Regions from separate parts of the Mus musculus genome. Here all the other regions are linked to region 3. Evidence: chromatin contacts called from public Hi-C and HiChIP or PLAC-seq data. All regions are on one chromosome and are shown on one strand. The core of a region is the stretch at or near the end of the contact, and the rest is flanking DNA. Distances in the headings are between cores, read along the strand shown.

Region 1 (3,822 bases), core at 703-3,202, 420 kb after region 3:
CATTCACTTGCAATTGAGTTTATAGTCTTTGTGTATGGTGCATTCTGTTTAGGTGTTATTTTAGTAGGCTTCAGACAATTTTAGCTACTTGATGTATAGGTGGCACAGCTGTCCACACCACCCAAAAATCTCCTTCTATGTATAAGGACCATGATGCTGATTTTAAATGAAATTTGCTAGGTCCCCATGCTGGTTAATATTGATTTACAGACTAGTTCAGTGGCTCTCAATCATCTTAATGCTTTAACCCTTTAATACACTTCCTCATGTTGTAGTGCCCCACAACCATAAAATGAATTCAGCTGTGACTTCATAACTGTAAATTCCTAATGTTATAAATCCCAATGTAAGTATTTGATATGCAGGATATCTGAATATGTTACCCCTGTGAAGGGCTGTTTGACCTTCACAAGGGGTCAATACCCACAGTCTGAGATCTTCATCTCCAGACGCCACTAGAAAAGACAAGCCTCTATCTAGATTGGGTTAACGTCTGAGCATGACTTTGAAGGATTATCTGGATTAGGTTAATTAGGTATAAAGATCTACCTTAACTGTGGCTAGCACCATATCATGGACTAGAGGCCCAGGGTGAATAAGAAAGGAAATCAAACCAAACACTAGCATTCATTCCTCTATGCTTTCTGTCTGTGAGTGAAACCATCTGTCTCAAGTTCCTGTCACCACAACTTTCTCATCATGGGATATCCTTCCTTCTTTAAGTGTCTTTCACTAGGTGCTTTGTTGCATAATGAGACAAGTAACTAAAGCAGGCTCTGACCTCAGAGCAGAGTTATAAAACAATGTGGAATCAAACTTTAAACAGCTCTTTGTCCTTGTGATTCTCTGTTCTTCATAAATTGGAGCAAGGCTCTTATCTAGGCTCAACATGATTATATCAAGTTAGGCATAATTATGACCTGGTTACTGTTTTAATTTTGAAATTAAGTATAATGGAAGGAGATTCAATTTTCTGTCAGGTTGACAAGGGATCGATTTGTGATGGCTATTATTGATTGTCAACTTGACCACATCTGGAATGAACTAAAACCCAAGCATCTGGGTATGCCTATTAGGGGTTTTTCTCGATTGAATCACTTGGGGTAGTTATCAACCTTTGGTCTGGGCCACACCTTCTGGTAGCAGCTAACAAGACATGAAGAATAAAGCCCCTTTTCTCTGTCTGCTTGCCTTTACTCTGGCTGGAAATTCCATTCCGTTACTGGTATTAGAGCCTACTTCTTTGGGATTCCAGTGTATACTGAAGACCATGTGAGACAACCAGTCTCAAGGTCTGAGCAACTACTGGATTTTGGACTTTCCTTCTGGAGACAGTATTATTAAGCATAGTGAGACAAGGTCTGTAAGCTACTCAAATACACACCATATTTGTTCTATCACATTGGTTGCTTTAGAGAATCTTGATTTATACAGTTTGCTTGCTTTGTTTTTTACTTCTTTAGTATCTGCTTTGATATACAATGTCTGCTCAACAGAACCAAATGGTTCCTTCACATACTTCACATCATTGAAGCAGTAGAGCTGGTCTTAACTCAGATAGAGGGAGTAGAGTGCTCACTTAACCCTCTGGCTTCTCACCAAAAGGCTTTTTTTTTTTTTTTTCCTATGTGGGTCTGAAAATACCTGTCTTTGAGAGCAAAACTTAGGGAAATAATAACTTTTCATGATTATGTTTCTATGCACATAAATAACCAAACTTTTCACTGGAAACTATGCCATTAATGTTTCTGCCTAGGTAGATATTAGACATGGAGGAGGAAAGAAATGAAGCCCATGCTAGATGGAGCTGCTTCCTGGAGAGCTTGGGAAGAAGTCTCCTCTGATCTTGTTCTCTAAGAATCTCCATCCCATCCCGACTGGGGTTAAGGTAATGGCATACATATCAGCTTCATTCCATTTTGCTTTCAGTTTTAAGTCTGACCCTTGACCCTGGACTCTGAACCAGAGCTCAATTATTTACCAGTGTTCTTGTTGAAGAGCCCACATAGCCAAAAGGTCCCAATGACAGCTGAGTTTCTAGTATGGGCTTAATTACCTCTAATCCATCTCCTGTGCTTTGACACAGAGTCCTTGGGGAAGTGCCCCCCCCCCACCTCTCTAAATCAGCATGAGCATGGAGGTAAGAGGACAAATTGAAAGTCACCCCCCAAAGGTCGAAGGCCTGTGAGGTGAGCAAAATGTGGTTTTGCAAACACCCACACTTCCTTTGCACCACAGTTTAAATCTTGCCATATTTGGCTCATTTACCTCTGTCCTTCAGAGAGAGATTTAGTGTACAGCAGTGAATGTGTGGAGAGTATCTGACGGTGGAAGATTCTGGCATATTTTCCAAGTCTTTCAGACTAGAGTGGGCATCCTTTGGAAATCTGGACCATCAGATCATTGACTTGTGGGTGGAACAGGTCTCCATAATCATTGGGCATCTCAAGACCCTGGCTTTGTAACTGCCCCTGCTTTTGAGCATTGGCATCCTCCCAGCATTTTGTCAGTTTTCCTTACACTTCTGTATAATGTCATAAATTGGGTCACTTTAATGCCATTAAAACCAGATTTAAGGAAACTAAGAGGTATAATCCAAAGTGCACTTTTTTTCTTTTCCATTTTTTATTAGGTATTTAGCTCATTTACATTTCCAATGGTATACCAAAAGTCCCCCATAGCCACCCACCCCCACTCCCCTACCCACCCACTCCCCCTTTTTGGCCCTGGCGTTCCCCTGTACTGGGGCATATAAAGTTTGCGTGTCCAATGGGCCTCTCTTTCCAGTGATGGCCGACTAGGCCATCTTTTGATACATATGCAGCTAGAGTCAAGAGCTCCGGGGTACTGGTTAGTTCATAATGTTGTTCCACCTATAGGGTTGCAGATCCCTTTAGCTCCTTGGGTACTTTCTCTAGCTCCTCCATTGGGAGCCCTGTGATCCATCCATTAGCTGACTGTGAGCATCCACTTCTGTGTTTGCTAGGCCCCGGCATAGTCTCACAAGAGACAGCTACATCTGGGTCCTTTCGATAAAATCTTGCTAGTGTATGCAATGGTGTCAGCGTTTGGATGCTGATTATGGGGTGGATCCCTGGATATGGCAGTCTCTACATGGTCCATCCTTTCATCTCAGCTCCAAACTTTGTCTCTGTAACTCCTTCCAAGGGTGTTTTGTTCCCACTTCTAAGGAGGGGCATAGTGTCCACACTTCAGTCTTCATTTTTCTTGAGTTTCATGTGTTTAGGAAATTGTATCTTATATCTTGGGTATCCTAGGTTTTGGGCTAATATCCACTTATCAGTGAGTACATATTGTGTGAGTTCCTTTGTGAATGTGTTACCTCAGTCAGGATGATGCCCTCCAGGTCCATCCATTTGGCTAGGAATTTCATAAATTCATTCTTTTTAATAGCTGAGTAGTACTCCATTGTGTAGATGTACCACATTTTCTGTATCCATTCCTCTGTTGAGGGGCATCTGGGTTCTTTCCAGCTTCTGGCTATTATAAATAAGGCTGCTATGAAGACAGTGGAGCATGTGTCCTTCTTACCAGTTGGGGCATCTTCTGGATATATGCCCAGGAGAGGTATTACTGGATCCTCCGGTAGTACTATATCCAATTTTCTGAGGAACCGCCAGACTGATTTCCAGAGTGGTTGTACAAGCTTGCAATCCCACCAACAATGGAGGAGTGTTCCTCTTTCTCCACATCCACGCCAGCATCTGCTGTCACCTGAATTTTTGATCTTAGCCATTCTGACTGGTGTGAGGTAGAATCTCAGGGTTGTTTTGATTTGCATTTCCCTGATGATTAAGGATG
Region 2 (3,624 bases), core at 119-2,618, 330 kb after region 3:
ACTGGTGTGACAGCTTGCACTCTCTAATGCCTTCTTTCCAGTCCTCTTTCCCTAAGTTTTAAATTATACATGAAATTAAATTTACTGCCTTACCATTTTACAGGGCCTAAATCCGTGGCACTGAGTGCATGACAGTGTAATGCAGCCACTGCCATGGTCATCTGCAGATCTATTCTATATCACATCCCCAAACTGAAACTCTGCACTCATGTAATACCAACTCCCAATTCTACCCATCTACACAGTGCCTGGTAACTAACTGCCATTCTATTTTCTTCCTGTACATGTTGAATTAATCTTCACACCTCTTCTGAATACCTGATCTATGTAGATTCTTGCAGTGTTTGTCCTATAGGATATGACTTATGTCACTTAGCAAGGGCCCGCTTATTCAGGTGGTATCTACCGTGTCCTGCCACTGGTACAGACCAGAAGACTCACACTTTGGCTTTGCTGGGCAAGATGTGTGTTTCTCTTGAGGAAGCACTTCTTTGGGTGATAGTGGGTGACCTAATTATTTAATGTCCTGGATTTTTTTTTTTCTTGCCTAAGTAAAACACCAATGTTGGTAGTTTCTGAAGACACTGTTGTGAGTCTATTTCTTTATTTACTCAACTCATTTTTTTTTATTAAGAACCACACACTTCCTAGGCTTTACTTGACCATGAAGTTGCTCATGGCCATCATTAGATTCTTTTTATTATTATTATTATTTTTTTTTTAGATATACACTGCCTAAAGAAGAAATGCAAGGTGTAAGCACACCTGTTTATTTTCATTTTACAATTATTTTGCTCATGAGTTTGACAAAATCATGAGGACTAGCCTCCATGCAGCCATATTAATTTCTTATAAGACACCAGAGGTGTCTTAGAGGACTGTGTGCCTGGAGACAGTGGAAGGAGGGAGCTAAAGGCCTTTCCATGTTGGAGAAGGGTTGGCTCCTGTTGTTCATGCAGACTATGTTCTCCAAAAGTATTTTTAGCTGAGTGTTTTCACAGGAAAGCTTTTGGAGCAAATGTAAAATGTGTCCAACAGGTACCTCCATGACAAGGAGATGCAGTCTGCGGGCCTGCCTTTCAGAGTAAAGGAGCTGAAACCAAAAGCAAAGGCCACAGGTGCTGCAGACAAGGGTAGCAATAAGAAGTGAGAGGCGTTTGGAGTGCGGAGGAACTGGACTCAGATCTGGTTGGTATTCTATTAATCTCCAGGGTCCTTAGCTACAGAAGAGGCAGTCATGACTTCAGTCTCAGAATATCTTTCTATCTTCTCAGAGAGATGTCAATTCCTGGGGACCCCCTTGTGGTATCCCTGACTCAGAAGGAAACTCATCAGTTACTATAGCACACCATCACAGACCACTTCCTGAAAGACTTTGGGTTTTCCCTAGAAGGCTCTTGTTCATGTACAGCCCTGCCAGGAACAACTGGGGACCAATAGTGGGGCAGCCTAACTGAAACGGTGACCTGATTTTTAACAAATATACACACAGCACAGTACACAAAGATAGCCACTGGGACAAGAATAGAGCTGCAGAGGAGAACTGATTTCTCCTCTCTCTAATCCCCTCTGCCACTCTCCATATGTGCATATGTGTGTGAGCATGCACACGCACACACACACACACACACACACACACACACACACACACAGACCCATGTCCACAGTTTGTTGTTTATGTTTTAATTTGTGCATCCTAAGTAGATACAGAAAGAAGAAAACCAAAAAATAACCTAGACCAGGAGAAGAAAGAAACCAACCATAACAAGGTTGCTAATGTTTTGATTTCATGTGATCTGGGATAAAAGGTATCAGGTGGAGGTGGGTTCTGTGGATGCCTCCATTTAGGAAGAGATGAGCAAAAAGAGTAAAAGCATTTCTTGTTTGGTGTCTTAGAATTGTCAATACGCTGGTAGTATTGTAAATCTGCAGCTGGGAGCAAAATGCTCTGAAAATCTTCTCATGATAGAAATCTGTAGAGCACACGCCTAAGAAGACACAGATGCACAGGCTGGTGAAGTTACTTTGAGCTTTAGCACTGCCTGGGTTTCTGAGCAGTCAAGACAATTACAGGAATATGAGAGGTTATAGTTTATTCATCATATTAAGAACATGTCTTTTCGTCTTTGTTGGTATGAATCCAAGTTATAAATGAATTTTCTGAATTTAGTATATAATCATGGAGGTAATTTTAAGATAGAATGAGTTACTTAATAATGTTTGTAAAGTTGAAACATTTAAATATTATATAAATTTATTTAAATAGTCAACAGTTACATTTAAACATAGTTTACTGTATTTTGTTACAAGTGTGTGTGTGTGTGTGTGTGTGTGTGTGTGTGTGTGTACGCGTGCCTGCATGCCCAGGTACACATGTGTAGATCAAAGGACAATGTGTGCAGTCAGTTCTGTCTTTCCACCACATGGGTTGTCAGGCATGGGGACAGATGCCTTTAGCCATTGATTCGTCTCACCAGCCCTTATTTATTAGTTTTTGCTATATCAAGTGTTGGATCCAAGCCAAGACTATAAGCCAAAAACTTAGCTGTTGCTTCTTAATCATCTGCTTGATAAAAAACCATCAAGATTAGCCTAGCTGTTACTCCTTCTCCAGTAACACTAGTCATTTATCTATGCCTTACATAGGAAGTTGAATTTTAACTTTTGGTTCTAATCTGTGGTAGGACCCAGAAACTGTTTCCTGATTGAAGAAATTTCTACAAGCTTTTAATACCAGATAAAACATGACAAAATTTGAACATTTGTCATGTTCTTAAGAAGTTTGGCCTGTCTTTTTGCTTTACTAAAAGGCCTTCCATCTTCTGTAAGGCTGAGCCCTGGGAGAATGTTGCAGGGAGCATGAAGACTATCTCAGGATGCCGTCCAGCTCTTCTGATAATTCAAAGAAGTAGAGAACAAGATCCTTGCCTGACTGGGATGAGAGATGGAGTCAGTCATGTCATTTTAGCCAAGGAGAGGGAGGGGATTCAGGTTTTCTATCTTCCATTTTAGTATTTTTAGTTCTGGGTGACAGAGGGTTTTTTAGATAGGAGAGGAACACAGAAAATCTCCATCATGTTTTCTAATCTCCGTGTTGTCATTATACTTTATTAGCACAATCAGACTGGAGACTGTTATAGTGAAAGTCCAGAGAAGCGAGAAGGGAACTCTTTTAAACACAGTGTTTCTGTTGTAGATGGTGATGAGAAATGAAGATCTCATTATTAAGAAATCAATAGCATAATTCTTAAAGTTCCCCCTGATTATCTCTCCTCTTGCCTCACCCTAAACACACACACACACACACACACACACACACACACACACACACACACACACACAGAACCAGCTAGATCTGCTTCCTTTCCTTGGTTCATCAAATTACACTCAACGCTTCTTTTTAAGAGATAATTAGAATTTACCATATGATGTTGAAATCAACAGCTACATGCCTTCTCTTACCTATGAATTCCTCAAAGATAAGGCTCAGTATACAATCTTCTTGAGATCACACTGATGGGTTATGTGTAATACCTCCAGACTAAATTTATGGGTGTCACTAGGCTGTGGATAAATTTGTTCAGATGGAATTCTTTGATTAGATCCACTTTTGAAAAATGATAA
Region 3 (3,625 bases), core at 802-3,301:
GGAGTTGTGAGCTTTGTCTAATTTCCCAGCTGTAAATCGACTCAGCTGCTGAGGTTTGGAGGAATCCATTACTATATCCATATTGGTCCTTAACGTGCAAAGGGCTGTTTACTTTCCTCTGTGTTCACACTGTCTGTTCAGGTAACAAGAGGCTGAGCCCAGCCCCACAGAGTCAAGAGCAGTCCCCTGACTCCCTACACAGTTAAGGATTTACCCGTGTGTAATGGCTGAACCTTATTTGAGCTGGGGCATAGCTTGATGATTCCATTTGGGGACATTGTTATGGACATTTGAAAGTAACAAAGATGCTAGAAAGAAGTCCAAGACTCTCCTCTGACACTTGTCACTTCTTATGGCTCAGTTGTCCATCACAAGGTGCACCCAATATGACTGATGAACATTAGCTGCCCTTAAACATTTTAAATGATTTCAAGGAGAACCGAGGAACACTATTGTTAACATCCAATTAATTCACTTGTTTTTGTTTGTTTGTTTTGTTTTTTTGTTTTTTTTGTAATTTTTTTTGTTTTTTTGGGTTGTTTTTTGTTTTTGTTTTTGTTTTTTTGGTTTTTTTGCTTTGTTGTAAGTCATCTCTGAACTGGATTCTAATAGAACCCAAAATCCCATGGGATGAGGATAGAGATTTTTTTTCCCACCAGCTTTAGATGAAAAGAACTTACCTGCCTCCCTAGACTGCCCTTGTGGTCATTACTGCACCCAACAGTCTTGAGCAAAGAAGTGACAAATGGTGTCTTAACAGAGAAGCCAAGGGTCTCTGGGAGGGGCGTAGCCAACCTCTTCCTTAGTGAGGGTTCTGAAAGCCCACCTCACTCATGTTCCTTATTCTCGGAAGAGGAGAGCTCTGCTTTAAACATCATCAGGAGGAGGAGCCTTAGAAGCGCAGAGGAAACCTTCCCATACCACTGTTCCCACCTCAGCGGGAGCCCTGTCGTGTGTGTGTCCCCCCCCCCCCCAGCATGCGTCCTCCTTAGACCTCGGCACACTCTCTGCTTCAGTGCTCCAGAGAAGCTCACACAGCGCCTCTTCTGCCAACGTTCTAGTGCTTATATATGGGGGCCCCCTCTTCGCTGCAATGCCACGCTCTAGCATGCATGATACCCTCTCTTCTGTAGTCATCTCTAAACGTCTAGGGGGAAGGGTTCGTGTCTGCCCATCTCTGTCCTTAGCAGCTCCTAGGCAAAAGGCTGGGCGACCAGGAAGGTTTCTCTTAACTCACGATAGTCCAGAACTCAGAAGGCAGAAGAGACTAGGAGGGGCTGCCTATATGCTGGCCTCTGTTTTTTATCAGCATCTCAGGAGGAACGGGTAGTTGGCTACATTGTACCACGTGCATATGGCCAGCAGGGGTCGCTACAAAGCAGAGTTCGTGTCTTTGTCAAGGGATGGAGCCAGTCAGTAGGAGGAGAGAGGCCTTTAGCTGAAAGAATGTTCTTGCTTGAACTTCTGTTCTAAGAGGTCTCTTTCTGAAGAAAAAATGCCCTTTAAATGTGGCTTCCCCTATCCACAAAGACGACAGACTTTTCAGCTCTGTCCTCCTACCCCAAACTTACCTAGCCTTTTCATAAAAATGCACCATGCCCAGAGGGGCTCACTTTTTAAAGAAACACGAATAGCATATCTAGGTAGGAAGTGCTTTCGGAACTGATTGCCCCCTCCAACTTCTGAGGGTAAATACCAATAAGGAATTTTGAATAATAAAAAAATACTAAGAATTTGTAGTTAGGGTATATTGATATATATATTTTTAAAGTCAGATTTGGACAGCATGCAGACTGTCCAAATATCATTTACTGGTTTTTTACATTGTCAATATGACATTTCATTCCTGTATTCTTCCCTCACGATGAGAAAATATCATACACCTGTCAGACAGCATTATCAAAACAAGAATAAACATTGTTGAGGGTATGGGCAATTGGAACCTTTGCACTGTTGATGGGGATGCAGAAAGATGCCGCTGCCATGGCAACCTAAAACTAACGGAGACCCAGGGAAGAATCTGCTCCAGGGCCTTTTCCCAGAGGAGCTGACGTCAGCATCTTGTAGAGAACTAGCACTGCATTTTCATGGTTCTTACAGCATCGTTGACAGTGGCTAAGGGGTGAAAAATAGCCTAACTATTTTTGACAGCTAAATAGAGCAATCAAATGTGGTAGATACTTACAACAAAATATTGTTTACCTTTATCAATGAAAGAAGCCCTATTGCACGAGACAGCACAGATGGACCCAAGGACCTGCCTCTTCTGGAAATGACCTATCAAGAACCAGAGTCTAACTCAAGTTCCTATTAATTATTTTATGCCAGGCCAGCCACACTGTTTCTTCTTTGCTCTCCCAGCAGAAGGGCAGTCTGCCAGTGAGCAGGAGTCCTATGCGCAGGGTTGTTGGGTCTCCAGGCCATACCACCCGGACTCAAGCCTGCCTGTGCCAACTATGAGATGGGGTAACTATCAACTCACCATGGGCCTGGTTTCTTGTTGTTATAAAGTAGATAATAATACACCATAGATCACAGGGTCTGTGAGAATGAAATAGTTCGGTGCATGTTGAGAGCAAATAAATGGCAAGGAGAGAGAGAGAGGGAGAGAGAGAGAGAAAGAGAGAGAGAGAGAGAGAGAGAGAGAGAGAGAGAGAGAGAGAGAATAGACAGCCCCCCACCCCCCCAGACATGGCTCTGTACACTCTTCAGCCTGGCCTGGGATACTTTATCTGTAGTAACTGGGTGTGTTGTTATAGTTCTCTAAACACTACTGTGTAACAGCTATCTACACAGCGGTTACGTTGTTTAAAGCATTTGGAACCGGGTATGGACTTTACTCTTTGAGAGGCCTGGGTGGTGGTCCTAGAACCAATTTCCAAAAGAGAGCAAAGGATGCTCCTATCTTAATGCTCATAATATTTTATATCATGTAAAGAGAGAAACTGAGTCAAAGAGGCTAAGTAACAACCCTGTGCGGGACTTGAATCCAAGGCCTGTTTAATGCCTAAGCCCAACCCCTTCTCAACTGTGTGGCGGGAGCACCCACATCTGCACGGTGTGTCTGGACTGGATGACTAATGCAGCTGCTCGGTTTTGTTACACAGGGAGCAGCGGATCCTGCCTACGTGGGAACTTACCCTGGCTGGCCAGGCATGCTCTAGACACCGTATCCTCTTTTCCTGTACCTCTCCTTCTTGGCCTTAAGAGGGCGCCATTGAGCCATGTTCTTCAAGTTCCAGGCTACTACACTCCACAGTACAATTTGAAATTTCACAGGATGAGAAAGACAAACTCAAAGGGCTGAAACGCTAACTGCTGAGACTTTTATCTTTGTGACAAAACAGATCTCAAAAAACAAACTCGCTCTACTGCAGGAACCAGAGGACTTTTCAGAAGTCAAGGTTATTGCAACCTGTGGTTTTTCCTTTGTTTTGCTCAGCGTACTTGATAGAGAAAGATACAAAACGGTCTTAAAACAAAACAAAACACAAAAAGCAGCAACAAGACACACAGCAACTCTGAAGACAGCGTCAAGGGCAGGCGGCAGCTTTAACCTTGTCAGGGAAGGTGTCTTAGAGCTTGTCTCTCCATGACAGGATAAAACAAATGTTTAACTCCTTTT

Evidence for each region. A called contact is a pair of places that touch in the nucleus more often than the background predicts. HiChIP or PLAC-seq counts read pairs in DNA pulled down with a chosen protein or histone mark.
Region 1: a contact with region 3 is called in a BATF HiChIP or PLAC-seq map of CD8 T cells, with 6 read pairs. The contact joins two enhancer-like sites. A contact is called at or near these places in 2 of 15 datasets of contacts at CTCF or cohesin (the NIH/3T3 cell line and pro-B cells), 7 of 484 Hi-C or Micro-C datasets (CD4 T cells, Th1 cells, embryonic fibroblasts and 2 more) and 3 of 115 datasets of contacts at active chromatin or transcription factors (CD8 T cells, Th17 cells and Th2 cells).
Region 2: a contact with region 3 is called in a Hi-C map of CD8 T cells, with 5 times the contacts expected there. The contact joins two enhancer-like sites. A contact is called at or near these places in 4 of 15 datasets of contacts at CTCF or cohesin (the NIH/3T3 cell line, large pre-B cells, stem cell-derived epiblast-like cells and 1 more), 17 of 484 Hi-C or Micro-C datasets (CD4 T cells, CD4 single positive thymocytes, CD8 T cells and 7 more) and 19 of 115 datasets of contacts at active chromatin or transcription factors (CD4 T cells, CD4 single positive thymocytes, CD8 T cells and 13 more).

What each region holds. Positions count from the first base shown.
Region 1 is chr9:33,005,704-33,009,525 of GRCm38.p6, forward strand. No RefSeq gene overlaps it. Among named protein-coding and RNA genes, the nearest start is that of Gm27166, 24 kb to the right of the region's middle. Within about 2 kb of position 1,953, at least 21 of the 459 cell types and tissues checked have an H3K27ac peak or open chromatin away from gene starts, as enhancers often do. A contact at or near this core is called in CD8 T cells and Th1 cells, where this site is marked.
Region 2 is chr9:32,914,488-32,918,111 of GRCm38.p6, forward strand. The region is part of intron 1 of Gm27162 (predicted gene 27162); the gene reads right to left. Among named protein-coding and RNA genes, the nearest start is that of Gm27162, 13 kb to the right of the region's middle. Within about 2 kb of position 1,369, at least 31 of the 459 cell types and tissues checked have an H3K27ac peak or open chromatin away from gene starts, as enhancers often do. A contact at or near this core is called in CD8 T cells and regulatory T cells, where this site is marked.
Region 3 is chr9:32,588,745-32,592,369 of GRCm38.p6, forward strand. No RefSeq gene overlaps it. Among named protein-coding and RNA genes, the nearest start is that of Gm31871, 3.9 kb to the right of the region's middle. Within about 2 kb of position 2,052, at least 9 of the 459 cell types and tissues checked have an H3K27ac peak or open chromatin away from gene starts, as enhancers often do. A contact at or near this core is called in CD8 T cells, Th1 cells and regulatory T cells, where this site is marked.